Regions from separate parts of the Ovis aries genome. Here region 1 is linked to region 2. Evidence: chromatin contacts called from public Hi-C data. All regions are on one chromosome and are shown on one strand. The core of a region is the stretch at or near the end of the contact, and the rest is flanking DNA. Distances in the headings are between cores, read along the strand shown.

Region 1 (3,152 bases), core at 438-2,937, 46 kb after region 2:
TTAGAGCCCAAGAAGAGGAAATCTGCCACTGCTTCCACCTCTTCCCCTTCCCTGGGAAAGGAGCAAAACCTCCTAGTCAGAGGAATCAGGACAGAGGGGCCAACGCCCAACTCAAGGCTGAGTGAGGCTGTTCATTTTTGGTCACTGGCCTGGCCTCTAGGTCAGATCTTTGGTCAGCTACGTGCATGCGTGCTGAGTTGCTTCAGTTGTGTCTGACTTTTTGCGGCCCTATGGACTGTAGCCCACCAGGCTCCTCTGTCCATGGGATTCTCCAGGCAAGAAGAATGGAGTGGGTTGCCATGCCCTCCTCCTGGGGAATCTTCCTGACCCAGGGATTGAACTCATGTCTTTTAAGTCTCCTGCATTGGCAGGGAGGTTCTTTTCCACTAGCGCCACCTGGGAAGCACTTGGGCAGGTATAACCTTTTTTTAAAAAAAATATTTATTTATTTATGGCTATGCTGGGTCTCTGTCGCTTTGCACGGTCTTTAGTTGTGGCGCGAGGGCTTCTCATGGCCGTGGCTTCTTTTGCTGCGGAGCACAGGCCCTAGGCACGCAGGCTTCAGTACTTGTGACTTGTGGGCCCTAGAGCTCAGGCTTAGTAGTTGTGGCTCAGGGATTAGACCCGTGTGTCCTGCTTCGGCAGGTAGATTCTTATTCACTGCGCCACTGGGGAAATCCCAGGTACAACTTTTAAGAAGAGCAGCAGAGATCTGTGGCTAAGACCTTGGGCTTAAAGGCTCAGAGTTCTGGATTCAAGTTCTGACTCCTTCTATTAATGTGTGACCTTTAGTGAGTCTCAGCTGGGAGGCAGGACAGCCCGCCATCGGCTAGGCTTTGGAGCCAGACAGTTTGGTTGCTTCTTGGGTCTGTGACCTTGAGCAAGTTGCTCCACCCCTCGGAGCCTCAGTTTGGAAATGGGGACACTTGCCTCCTGACAGTCTGGTTGGGAGGTGCTGGAGATGAAGTTCTTATCTCCCAGATGATCCAAAGGGTTTCAGAAATGTTAGGTTGTTACTGCCGTCAACCCTGCTCTGGGGAAACCTTCAGCTTCTGACTGGTTTGGGTGCTGGTTGTCACCTTTCCCCTGATTTGCTACCCACGTGCCTGACGGTAACCAGCGCTTTCATCACACTGGCTCCAAGCATCAAGCCTGGGCCCCACAGGCTCCATTCTCCCGTAGAAGAGGGCCCCAGTCTGGCCTTCCTCCCCTCCCCAGAGTGTCCTACTGTTTGGTGACACTGCATTGGTGAGGTCAGGCGGCCCGGAAATGACCCCTTTCAGCCCTCAGGGATGACAATACAGATTGCCCTTTGTTAGTGTTTTGAACTCCAGTGGACATGTCAAATGACAAATGTTTCGGGGTAAGGTTTACACTGGAGGTGATCAAACAACATTTCCATGCTCACAGTGTCAGTTGTCCTTGGCAGCCTGCTTCCTAGCACCATCTGGGCACATCCTGAGCAATGGCACCCGTCACTGTCCGCATTCCACCACCAGTTGGCTCCCTACTGCCTGGGATGGCGGTTGGGATCACTTCAGACTCGGGGCGGGGGCGTTCTGCCACAGAGAACCCCCTCTTCTCTGTGGGGCACTCTGAGGATCTATGGCCAGTGGCTTGGTAGGACCAGACCTTCCCAGCCAGGGCCCTTCTAGAGGCAGCTTCCCTGGCAGTTAGGCATATCTCTGAGTAGACACTGCCCCCTTGAGGCCTCTTCTCACCATGACACTTGGGAGTGCTGACCTCACACAAAGGGACCTGGGTTATTCTTTCCAAGCATCCTCCAAGGGTGCCTTTAAAATTGGCCCCAAATGCAAAAGTCTCTGGAGCACTGGCAGCGTAGTCCTTCTCAACTGGAGAACTTGGAACCTACCTTAGTGCCTTATATCGCCTTCTGGAAGAATACAACTCAGGGCAATCATCAGAAATCAGGCACATAGGACTTCCCTGGTGGTCCAGTGGCTGAGAATCCTCCTGCTAAGGCAGGGAACACGGGTTCGATCCTTCATCTGGGAAGATCCCACAAGCCCTGGGGAAACTAAGCCCGTGTTCCACAACTGCTGAGCCCGTGTGCCTAGAGCCCGTGCTCTGCAACAAGAGAAGCCGCCGCGATGGGAAGCGCAGCCACTGCACCTGGAGAAAGCCCATGGGCGGCAACGAAGACCCAGTGCAGCCAAAGACAAACAAAATACAGTCTTAAAAAAAAAAAAAAAGAAAACAAACGCATAATTGTTAGAGATCTATAATTTGCAAAGAGACAGGGCGAATTCCCTGGTGGTTCAGTGGTTAGGGCTTTGCGTGCTCACTGCCCTGGGGCCCAGGGTTCATCCCTGGCTGGGAAACTAGGATCCCACAAGCTAGTTGACGAAGACATGAACAAAAGAAAACACGACAAAATGTGAAGAGGCAGGGGTTTTAGTGGACTAGGGAGAAGTGTCCTTACTCTCTAGTAATTTTTGAAATTGAAGATAAGGTTAGAGTCAAGCAATATAACTAGTATAAAGGAAAAAGGTTAAGATATCTTGTTATAAGATTTGATTAAAAAAAATAATAAAAATAAAAGTATTTCTAAACTCTCTATAAAAAAAAAAATAAGATTTGAAATTACCAAAATGAGGCAAGAGAAATAAAAGGATCAATTAACTACAGAAAGGTCAACATGAGCTAGATTGGGAATTAAGCAAGTAAGAAGTGGTGGAGGTGTGGAGACATGGTCCTGTAACTGCTGTGTTGATGACGGTGTAACAGCTTTGGATGCTGTATGTGGCACTTGGGATCTTTAGCTGAGGCAAGTGAACTCTTAGTTCTCCAAGCAGGGATCAAACCCGGGTCCCCTGCATTGGGAACATGTAGTCTTAGCCACTGGACCAGCAGGGAAGTCCCTGTCAGTGCTTCTTCCTTCCTGCTGGCAGATAAGCGCTGTGTGGCAGAGACCCAGGTCCTTTTTGTTTAGACAGAGGCAGAACAAGCCAATTGTCTGCAGTCTGCAACAGGACCAGAGTGTGGGCCTGGGTCATGCCGGCTCCTGAGCAGGACAAGGTGCTGTCCAGCATTAAAGGGGAGCTGGACTCACGTTCCCAGGCTCTGGGTCCTAGGCAGTTGCTCATTAAATCCCTGAAGCACTCTTTGGAGGTAGTACTTGTGGCTCCAAC
Region 2 (3,104 bases), core at 432-2,931:
GGAGAACAGCAGCACCCCCAACAGAGACGCCCCAAGCAGCATTGTGGCCTGTGGGCACAGGGCAGTCAGTGGATCCAAGTGCCTGGGTGCCCTACCTCCTGGCCCGGGGCAGCCAGGACACTATCATCTCAGATGGTCAATGTGTAGTGAGTTCAGATGGAGTAGGGTAGCTGAGGACTGGGTCCCATCCCAGGACAGTCTGGAAGGGTCAGGCTAAAGGCCTGGACTTGAGGTAAGGAGCTGGGTTGCGGGTCAGGGGCTGGTTCTAGCCTCCCAGTCCCATCTCTGCCTAGGACTCTCTGAATGATCTTGGACAAGTCCCTTTCCCACTTTAGTCCTTAGTCTTCCCCTCTGTGCAATGGGTGTAATGACCATTGGTCTCAGAGGACAGTCTACTCGCCTGACATCTAGGATCCCAACCAAAATGGCTTGGTATTGACTTAAGTGCCTCTGGCTCGACTTCCCACTCGAAGACCTAGGGAGTTTCTGTGGATGATGAGGCCAAGCCACAACACCCAGAGAGGCAGCTTCTTGGGAAAGGGCCTTGCTCAGTCCCTGCCCTTAGGCCTGGGAGCACCATGCCTCTGCTGGCCCACAGGGGGCGATGGAGAAAACAGGTAAGAGCCTGGAGGTGCCAGAGAGGTGATTGCCCAGAGGAGAAAAGTATTGAGAGAAAGAAGGCCTTGAAGGCACCCCCACAAACACACTCAGCAAGCCACTCTGATGACTCTTCGGGAACTGGGGCTTAAGGGAAGAGGAACAGCTGGCAGGGCTGAGATTAGGGCTCTCGGACTCTATTCCTAGCACTTTTCAGACTTGCTCAAGGGACAGCCGACTGGGCTGTTTGCCTTCAGGCTCTCCTAATCCTGGGGAGGGGCTGAAGGTCACGGCTATGAGGTAGCCTGAGATTCTCCAAGCCAGGATGAAGACATGGTCCGGACCCTTAGACCATCTCCCCTCTCCGCCTCAGGAAAAGCAAAAGCCAGGAGGAGGACTGCACCAGCGCCTCCAACTCCAATGCCAAAGGTCTCCAAGGTCCCCAGAACTGTGGTCTCCCAGAGTCCGTCAGGGCAGAAGGCGAGACCGTCCCGAAAGGCTGAGGGTTGTGTTCGAGGAAGGAACGGGATGCCCAGATCGGCCGGGGCCGCGATCCCAGGTCATTACGGATCGCACCGGCCCCTAAAAAGCCAGGGTAACAGAGCGCCCGGCAAGGAGACAGAGCAGTAGGGCGCGCCCCGTTTCCCCTTCCCCCCGCCCCCAGCCCAAGCCGGTACTGCCACCTCCCCCGGACCCGACCGGGCGCATTCTCTCGCCCGGAGACCCATTGTTCTGGCCTGTGCTCACCTGGCGTCAGCCCCCGCCGCGGGGCACCCTGTCCAGATGCGGCCCGCCGGCTGTAGCAGAGTAGGGAACGCGGCGCGCATCGGCCGCTCCTGGGCGCGCGGAGCAGGTTCTCAGCAGCGCTTTGCCGGCTTTGCGCCTCGGCTGGCCCTGGCCACTCGGCCGGCTCCGCCCGCCGCCCGGCCCCGCCCGCCCGCGGCGCTCCTCCCCCGCCCGCCTCTCGCCATCCAAACCGGCTACGCCGGCCGGCGACACCTCCTCCGGCGCCTTGCCCACGGGCGAGCGAGCCGCAGAGCCGGCCGGTGCCCCGCAGCCTCTGAGCGCCCGGCTCCGCCGGACTCAGCCCGCCCCCTACGCGCGCGACGGCCTCGGGCGGGGCGCCCCGCCGCACGCTGGGGATTGTAGTTCGCGCGCCGCGCGCCCCCGCCAGGCCGGGAGGAGACAGGCGGGCTCTTCCTGGACCCCCACTGCCCACAACTCGTGGGCGCCCGGACGTGGGGGAGAGCACCCCTCCCCACCCCACCGAGCCACTGGCGGGGATTCCGGGGATCTGCGCCCAGACACTGACAAAGAGTTCGGCAAAGGCCCCTAGCAGGGCGCTACAAGGGCGGGTTTTCAGGCAGAGATATGCCGGCGCGGGGGAGGATAGGCAACCGGCTCTGTGGCGCAATGGATAGCGCATTGGACTTCTAGCTGGCCTGGGTGTGGCTATTCAAAGGTTGTGGGTTCGAGTCCCACCAGAGTCGAATTTTGACGGCTCCTTTCTCACTTCCAGTGGGATATTTTGTGGCCTCCAGTGCCATAAGAAGGAAGGACTGATGCTGAAGCTGAAAAACTACAATACTTTGGCCACCTGATGCGAAGAAATAACTCATTTGAAAAGACCCTGATCCTGGGAAAGGTTGAAGGCGGGAGGAGAAGGGGACGCAGAGGATGAGATGGTTGGATGGCATCACCAACTCGATAGACATGAGTTTGAGTAAGGGAGGTGGTGATGGACAGGGAGGCCTGGCATGCTGCCGTCCATGGGGTCGCAAAGAGTCAGACACGACTGAGTGACTGAAGTTGACTGAACTGAGTGCCATGAGGTTCACAACCCACCCCCCACGCTCCTGCAGACCTCAGGCTAGCCAGTGCTTCTGGGACGGCAATAAACTTGGCCCCTGGAGTGCTGCGTAGGAACCCTTTGCTATCCTTGCTACCTTGAAAGCAACCTGGCATATTTGGTAGTAAGTACAAAGGGCACGGACCTGGAGACCTCTATAAATCTTTGGCCCCTGAAGAGTATGACCACATTTGTCGTGGCACCTGCCCAGGCCTGGGCCCCCTGCCAACTTCCCCACCCTGTGTCACTCTGGACCTCTCAAAACTGGGCTCCTTGATAATGAAACATGTTGGGCATCCACAGTTGCCACTTGTTGTTAAATAGATCCCTTAATCCGGAGCGAGGTTCCAGAGGAAGGGGACACATGTATACCTATGGCTGATTCATGTTGATGTTTGTCAGAAACCAACACAGTACTGTAAAGCAATTATCCTTCAATTTAAAATAACTAAAGTTTTTTTTTTAACTTAAAAAAGATAAATCCCTCCTCAATCCCTTAATTCAGTCCAAGTCCTTAAAAGTGAGGAGGGACAATTTTCAGAGCCTGTTTATAGAAACAAAAAATGACAATTGGGGGGACTTCCTGGTAGGTTAGTGGCTAAGACTCCAAGCTCCTGATGCAGAGGGCCTGAGTTCGATTACTTGTCAGGGAACTAAA

What was found. A called contact is a pair of places that touch in the nucleus more often than the background predicts.
Region 1: a Hi-C map of hypothalamus shows a contact between it and region 2, with 4 times the contacts expected there. The contact joins the enhancer-like site here to the promoter of SLC27A4 in region 2. A contact is called at or near these places in 5 of 16 Hi-C or Micro-C datasets (hypothalamus, liver, mixed tissues and 2 more).

What each region holds. Positions count from the first base shown.
Region 1 is chr3:8,002,449-8,005,600 of ARS-UI_Ramb_v3.0, forward strand. No RefSeq gene overlaps it. Among named protein-coding and RNA genes, the nearest start is that of SWI5, 8.0 kb to the right of the region's middle. Within about 2 kb of position 1,688, at least 8 of the 54 cell types and tissues checked have an H3K27ac peak or open chromatin away from gene starts, as enhancers often do. A contact at or near this core is called in hypothalamus, where this site is marked.
Region 2 is chr3:7,956,740-7,959,843 of ARS-UI_Ramb_v3.0, forward strand. It overlaps SLC27A4 (solute carrier family 27 member 4), which reads right to left and starts at 1,682. Exons shown (of 13, transcript XM_015094163.4): 1 at 1,345-1,682; 2 at 1-48. The coding sequence starts at 42. It overlaps TRNAR-UCU (transfer RNA arginine (anticodon UCU)), which reads left to right and starts at 1,997; the gene lies at 1,997-2,087.